Linked DNA regions of Mus musculus: region 2 is linked to region 1. The links are chromatin contacts, called in public ChIA-PET maps. All regions are on one chromosome and are shown on one strand. Each heading gives the region's core, a stretch centred on a gene start, on an enhancer-like site or on the middle of the called end of the contact. The rest is flanking DNA. Distances are from core to core; before and after follow the strand shown.

What was found. ChIA-PET counts read pairs in DNA pulled down with a chosen protein or histone mark.
Region 2: a contact with region 1 is called in an RNA polymerase II ChIA-PET map of memory CD8 T cells, with 7 read pairs. The contact joins two enhancer-like sites. A contact is called at or near these places in 1 of 484 Hi-C or Micro-C datasets (DN3 thymocytes) and 3 of 115 datasets of contacts at active chromatin or transcription factors (T-cell acute lymphoblastic leukemia, craniofacial prominence and memory CD8 T cells).

Annotation. Positions count from the first base shown.
Region 1 is chr12:25,360,854-25,364,573 of GRCm38.p6, reverse strand. All of the region lies in intron 1 of Gm36723 (a long non-coding RNA gene), which reads right to left. Among named protein-coding and RNA genes, the nearest start is that of Gm36723, 6.8 kb to the right of the region's middle. Within about 2 kb of position 1,658, at least 9 of the 459 cell types and tissues checked have an H3K27ac peak or open chromatin away from gene starts, as enhancers often do. A contact at or near this core is called in memory CD8 T cells, where this site is marked.
Region 2 is chr12:25,700,638-25,704,357 of GRCm38.p6, reverse strand. No RefSeq gene overlaps it. Among named protein-coding and RNA genes, the nearest start is that of Gm36886, 230 kb to the right of the region's middle. Within about 2 kb of position 1,942, at least 32 of the 459 cell types and tissues checked have an H3K27ac peak or open chromatin away from gene starts, as enhancers often do. A contact at or near this core is called in memory CD8 T cells, where this site is marked.

The DNA of each region.
Region 1 (3,720 bases), core at 409-2,908:
GCCTCCCCAAGGTCATGTTTGTGTATGCATGTATATGCATGTTCGTGTGCATTCACACATGAATATGAGTCAAAACACATGCCTTTGGGCTTGTACATGCCTGTGTTCTCAAGTGTGCGCTTGTGTGTGCGAGTGCACAGGTGTGAGTTACTTAATCTCCGTGGACCCCGATTTCCCCGTCTGTAATGAGGATGCTTCTGTATCAGAAGATTGTCACAGAAAACCTGTGAAGCAACCGTAGAGTGCAGACATATGATGTATCCACACATGGTATGAATTCTATACCTCAGTATAGAATGCATCAGGATATTGTCATCCACACTTGGCCAAGGTTCACCAGAAGGGTAAGTTACTTACCCTTGGCCATGATGAAGCACACAGAGAAAGCAAGCATCACTAGCGCTCCAGCCCCAGTTCAAAACAGGATATGGCCATTGCAGTTGTCACCAATGCCCTGGACAGCTGAGGCCTTGGCTGAGGGACAAGCAGGCCACCATGTGCCCTCGAATCAGGAGAGTCTGGGAGTGATGCATCAGGAAAGAAGCTGGCTGCAAACCACGCAGACCATGGGAACATCTGTGACGGTGAAGTGATAGCGCCAGAAAAGGTGGCCCCAGCTGTGCGCGTACTTCTTCCCTCATCCAAATCCTGCTCTCCCACAACACCCACCCCCACATACGCCCACTCTCCTAGACCCTCCTGCTGCATGCTCCCAAGCCAAGTCTGCTTCGTGGTTATCACTCTGGTTTGTACAGGAAAAAAAAATTATTGAAACATGTAAGTATATAATATTATGAAGAAAAACTTCCTTGGCAGCAAGCTTTCTTTTCTCTGTGTAGAAGAGATTTCCATTGAAAGGCTGTTACCCTACCTCCTATTCAAACACTGAGTTCCATATGATCACCCTCACCTACCACCACAGCATTATCACATCTAGGAATGTGGGTCAGGAAGATTCTGAGAAAGCGTTGTTGTGGAGCCAGTGACCATGAGCTCATGTTCCTTTAGCCGAAGGGAAGCATTACCAGCTGGGACACACGTCACCCAGTGTTCTCCTCCCCAGGGGCCTTTCAGCATCTTGTCTCCACCCAATCTGTCTTGATGGAATGCCTTCTTTTTTCTCCAGCAAATTTAATCTCAAAAATGGAACATGTGAGTGGAAAATATACCAAAAATAATAAATATCCCAGCTCATCTGCTGTGGGTGCCATACAGACAGAGAATATATCCAGTTCTCTGCCTCCAGACATGCTTAAAGAACACGCATGCTGATCTTAGGGGCGGCCTTGATCCATATGGGCTCTCATTATCCACCAGGCATCTGCTAGGTGGAGCAGTTTGATGACAGCTTGGATGGCCTCAAAGCCTAGGTGACAAAGACACAGCAGAGAGCCCAGTGTATGGAGACACAACTTTCAGGGGCCAGAACGTAAAGTGTCCATTTCAAAGATGAGCAGAAGTTAGACAGGCAGTTAAACTGAGACCACAGAACCCAAAATGTGTCCATCCAGAGGCCTGGCTACAAGTTTAGCTGTAGGCCCTGGGGCCTTAGATAGTTATCTATTCAGAATGTGGCCAGCAGTCACCATGGCAGGCTGCAAACCCACAACCACCTGCATGCCACACCAGCATCGCCACCTCAACCATCTCTGTACATGACTTCCTGGAAGCTCAAGCCTTGTCTGCCAGATTTGTGAATGTAGTGCCGCATCCTGCAAGGTGGCAGCCATGCTGACAACTATCCCAACAATCATTAGGACGGCCACCCAAGATGGGTTGACCACTGCTCTGCTCCTCTCTCAACTAGAAATAGATAATCCATACAAAGAAAACACAGCAAACCTGTATGTAAAAGAGGAGTCAATCCTTACCTTCACACCAGCCATACCTAAGTCCAATAGCATGGGTCAGAAGTGCTCAAAACTTTGGTCTCTGGATCCTAGTACACTTAAATTCTGAGAAGTCTCAGGAGGAAATATAGGCATGTATGCATGTTCATGTAGGGTGTGTACATGTGTATACAGGTACACAAGCAGATGACTGAATGTATAGATGCTGATGACGACCTTGGGAGTCATTCTTAGGAAGAGCACCACTTCATTTGAGACAGGATCTCTCCTAGTAGTCTGGAATGATGGCTTATAAGCCTCAGGAGTGCTCAGGTCTCTGCCTCCCCAGTACCTTGATTGCAAGTGTGGATCACTGCAGCTGGTATTCTAACATTGGCTCTGAGGATTAAACTCAGGTCTTCATGTTTGCAAAGTAAGAGAATTACTGACTGGGCCATCTCCCCCAGCCTTATGGAGATAATTAATACCATAAAAGAAATGAAAATGGCATAGACTGGAGCCATTAGGTCACTGAGAAAGGAGAGTAAGGGGCTCAAGGTTAAACCAAGCTTCTGGCAGACAAAATGAATATTCTGTGAGGATGGACAAGGTAAAGAAACACGAGGTGCCTAGGCAAGGTTTAGATGCAACTCCGAAAAACAAAAGCCAGTACCTAGTTGAAACCACCTAGGATCATCCTCTTGGAGAGCCCAGCTGATACAGTGTCACCTTGAATAATTTAGAGGGAGAAGGACATTAATAGGTGTGTGCATTCCCTCTGCCATCTGCCCATAGAAGTCAGTAAGACAGAATTAAGGTTGAAAAGCTGACTGAGGCTAGTGGGGATTTTAATGTAGACATGCATCCCAAATTCTGTGTATCTCCCCTGGATCAAGCTATTTCTCGGAAATGGGTTCTTCCAGTTTTCCTGGCTTGCTCCGTTGGCTGCTCAAAGGTGAACAGCCAGGAAATGTTCCTTACTTAGTGGTGGACTACTCCTTACTTAGTGGTCATTGATCCTCTTCACAAAATTGTGCCAATAGCAAACGGGATGACCTTCAATGAGCTTCGGTCAGAAGCTATGGCTTTAAAACCCCAGAATCATAATGAAGAGGCAGAGCTAAACCCCAAATATGGACATCCTTGGACAGAGTTAACATCCCCCAGTGTTGGAATTATAACCCCTCTGTGTGGCCTGAGGGTGCTACATGGTCCTGGGATGCAGATACCATCAAAACATATTTGTGGAATTGTCTGCTAGATACAGATATCATATACAGAATATATACATATATAGCTGGATAGATTGTCTGATTTAAATTGACTTCTCTCTCAATTATATTAAGGCCACAGCAGAGGAAAATTAAAATGGTTGCTATGGTCTCCCAAGGCTAATGAAAAGTTACAAGGGAAGCATTCTGGTGTTCCTTCTCCTTCACATGTTTTATTTACCCACAGCATGATGAGGATGATGGTTGTGATTAGGATGATGGTGATGATGGTGGTGCTGAGGAGGAGGAGGGTCATGAATATATCAGTGATGGTAATGATGGTAGCATTGGTGAGGATGGTGGTGGGGATGATTAATAGATACCATATTGAACTCTTCCATTTGCCAGTCCTCTCCCATACATCCACTCCCTACCTCCTATTTTGTAAAATAAGGCCTCACTAGGTAGGTAGGTTGGCTTTAAACTCACAATCCTCCTGCATCAGCCTTCCAAGTACTGGGGATTATAGGCATGTTCCACCATACCTGGCCAATTGCCAAATCTTATTTCAACATATTTTATGTCCACATGTGCTGCCTGTTGCTAGCTTAGACCTCTTTATAAACTAGCAAACCTAGTTTCATTTCAGAATAAATACGAAGCAGTTTAGCCATAAGAGG
Region 2 (3,720 bases), core at 693-3,192, 340 kb before region 1:
TGGTCAGGGGTTTCCATCACTTGAAATCCTACAAAAAGAAAAATCAAACTGAAAGCAAATGTCTACTTGAACTCATTCACTAGTGTTCACTAAATTATGACAAAATTTTCTTATCAAAAATTATTACAAATGAAAATGCCATTGTTTAACTGCTAAAACCAATTCTGTATGTGTATTTCTGCGTGAGAATGTGCAGTGGAGTACAGGAGCCCAGGAGCCCAGGAAAGGGTGACAGGTTATCTTGTAGGTGGGTGTAAGCTGCCTTGATATAGGTACTAAGAATCAAATAGCAGCCCCATGATTTTAAATTTTGAACAATAGCAAACTACAAAATAACACTTTCCCCATGACTTCAATCACATAAAAATCTTTTTTAGGTGAACCAAGAACAAGCTAAAATAGAAGGGAGGGGAATAGATAGATAGATAGATAGATAGATAGATAGATAGATAGATAGATAGATAGATAGAGAGACAGAGAGAGAGAGAGAGACAGAGAGAGACAGAGAGAGAGAGAGACAGAGAGAGAGAGAGAGAGCAAGCCTGTGTATGGTGAAACAAGAAAACATTTAACCCTTAAGAGCACTGTCTGACAACACCATCCCTTTTCAGTATATAAACAAGTCCATTCAGCATTCAGTTGTAGACAAAGTCATCAAATTTACTTGGAGCTGAGCAAGGGGTTTAAAAGGCTGAGAAACAAAGGGTGAAAAACATTGGAATCAGACATCAAGTTTCAGAATATAATACAGATGGCTTCATGGTTGAAGAACAGGAGTCTCTAGAAGTAACCAGAAGCCCACCTGGTGCCTTTTACAGGCATTGAGCCAGAATCATCCTACATGTTCATCAGAGCCACACAAAATTTAGTACGAAACAGAAAAAAAAAAAAAGCCCAATCATATGTTTCCATTGACTACTTAATATATCTATTGCTCAGCCGCTGCAAACTACATGGGGCTTTAAACATGCAGAGTGTAGAAATGACTTAAGAAGATGTGAAAGTATCTGAAGGTTTCTTGTGAGATCTGGATGAGGCTATTTGCATACGACAGCCAGAGCAAAACCACAGGAAGCTATCTCCACCTCGTTCACTCTTCCTTCCTTTTGCTCCAGCCCATCCATCCTTCTTCTCTCACCACCAGGGCCCCCTCCCAGTAAACTCCAAGCCACGTGACTGTTTTCAACATCTGCTTCCTTTCTTCTCTTTCATAGAAAGCACGCATGAATAATCAGACCGCTGCTGTTAATTGTAAAAATCATTAGTAAACTTCCAGGTGCTGTTTACTATATATGCATTGTAATTTTCTATCCTAAAACCAGCAACTCCCCCGCATCATTGTCTGCCCTGGGCGTGAGCACTCTGCAGCTTGGAGGCTGTCAAAGGCGGTTGCAGCCCCACTTGCAGGGACTGAAAGGGGTCGATCCACACCTGCAGTGTTTGAGGCAATAATTCCTAATATTAACCAGACCTCATGAGGAGCGGGCCCTTTTGCCAGCCTCCTCATGATCCGACACTTACAATCCACGTGAACTCTTTGAAATAAGCTAAGATTGGCCGGCCCCCTCCCTGAGTTCATTCTTCTCTCTCCCACCATGCCGCCCTATTGTCCAAGGGCTCTGGAATGAGACTCGCGGAAGATTAGAAAGGAAACCCAGACGGCATGCCAGTCTACTGCCTATGACAGAGGGGCCTGCGTCTTTTACACCACAGAGGCGGAGCAAGCCGGTGGACCCGAGAAAGCCACAAGGAAAGGAAAGGATGGTTTCTGGAGCTGCACCTGAGAAAGATCAGAGCTCAGAGGAAGTAACTCGCCCGAAGCCACACAAACACAGCCTAATGCTTTGGTTACACAAAACACACCGCAGCTTCCATCTGTTTCCTTGAAGGCACCTGTGGTTTTCCTTCCAGCATTTCAAGAGACAAGGAAACAAAGCTTGCATTTACATTTCCCAGGTACAACCAGGCACCCCGCGCACCTGCTGCTCCCTGTGGGCTTCCACACAGTCCTAGTTAGCTTCAACTGTCAAACTGACACAGCCTGGAGTCATCTGAAAGGAGAGCAGAACCAGGCTGACCAGCGGTTGTATCTGTTGGGCATTGCCTTTAGTGTTAAATGGTGGAGGAGGGCCCAGCATACTGTGGGGGACAGCTGGTCCTGAACTATACAAGAAAGCTAAGTATGGCTGGGCGGTGGTGGGGCACGCCTTTAATCCCAGCACTTGGGAGGCAGAGGCAGGTGGATTTCTGAGTTCGAGGCCAGCCTGGTCTACAGAGTGAGTTCAGCCAAAGTACACAGAGAAACCCTGTCTCAAAAAAAAAAAAAAAAGAAAAGAAAAGAAAAGAAAAGAAAAGAAAAGAAAAGAAAAGAAAAGAAAAGAAAAGAAGAAAGAAAGAAAGAAAGAAAGAAAGAAAGAAAGAAAGAAAGAAAGAAAGAGCGATCCAGCAAGCCACAGCCCTCCATAGCTTCTGCTTCAAGTTTCTGAATGAGCCCTTACCATGACTTCCTTCAGTGGGACTGTGATATTGAAATGTACACAAAATGAACAATTGCTTCTCTAAACCACTTTTGGTTATGGTGTTGCAACAACACAATAGAAATCAAGCAGGTGCTTACTCCGTTCCTGTAGGAGAAGCACTGACAACTTTCTGGGTCCTGTGAAGGAATGCACCTGGGTCCCCAAAGGCTACTCTTTGACCTAGAATGTGCTGCATTTTGTGAGTTTACACCATGGTCAGTTCCTACTGCTAGCTTGTCACTCGCTCATACACCTATGTCAAGGCTTCTTGACATGCCTTGAGAAAGACAGCTTTGAATACATGAGTGAATGAATTAAAACCTACCAAAATGATTTCTATTACCTATACCTCTCATAAATGTTAGCCCTAAGAAGTTCAACACCAAAGTTCAATGGCAACAGTGTGTTAGTCACTTTTCTGCTGCTGTGGTGAAACACTGTGATCAAGGCAACTTATAGAAGAAAGAGTTTATTTAGGCTCATGGTTCCAGGGGGTTTGAGTTCATAATGTTGGGGACAGAATGAAGGAGGTGGAAGGCACGGTGGCTTGAGTGACAAGCTGAGGGCACATGTCTTGTAACATAAGCAGTAAGCATAGATAATGACTGGAAATGACATGAGGCTTTAATCTCAAAGCCCACCTCCTGTGACATACTCCCTCTATTAAAGCACATGTCCTAAACCTTCCCAGACAGCTGCACCTTCTGGGAACCAAATGTTCAAACGAACAAGATGATGGGGGACATTCCTCACTGGAACACACATGGTAGGTGCAGGTGGATCTCGGGGTGGGTAGGGTGGGGGCGGAGAATGGGAGCAGCGTAAGGAGGTGGTGATCTTTCAGCAATTTCCATAAAGCTCGCACCTACCGCCCACTTCAGTGCACCATAGTGACAAAGTGACAGTGGCCTCTGCTGTAGTCTGAATGAGACACAGCCTCACAGGTCTCATGTGTTTCAACATTTGGCAGCTTGAGACACTGTTTGGGAAAGGGTATGGGACCAATAGGACGAACTTGCTGAAGAAGTATGTCACTGGGGACCGGTTCTGAACTTTGAAAGCCTGCCTCCACTTGTTGACAGATGCAATGGTAACCACTGTCTTCCTGTTTCTGCTGCCGGGCTCTGCCCCCAGCTAGTGCTATGCCCCACCGCCACCTATTGCCGTGTTCCTCACCACAGTGGACTCTCTCCATCTGAAA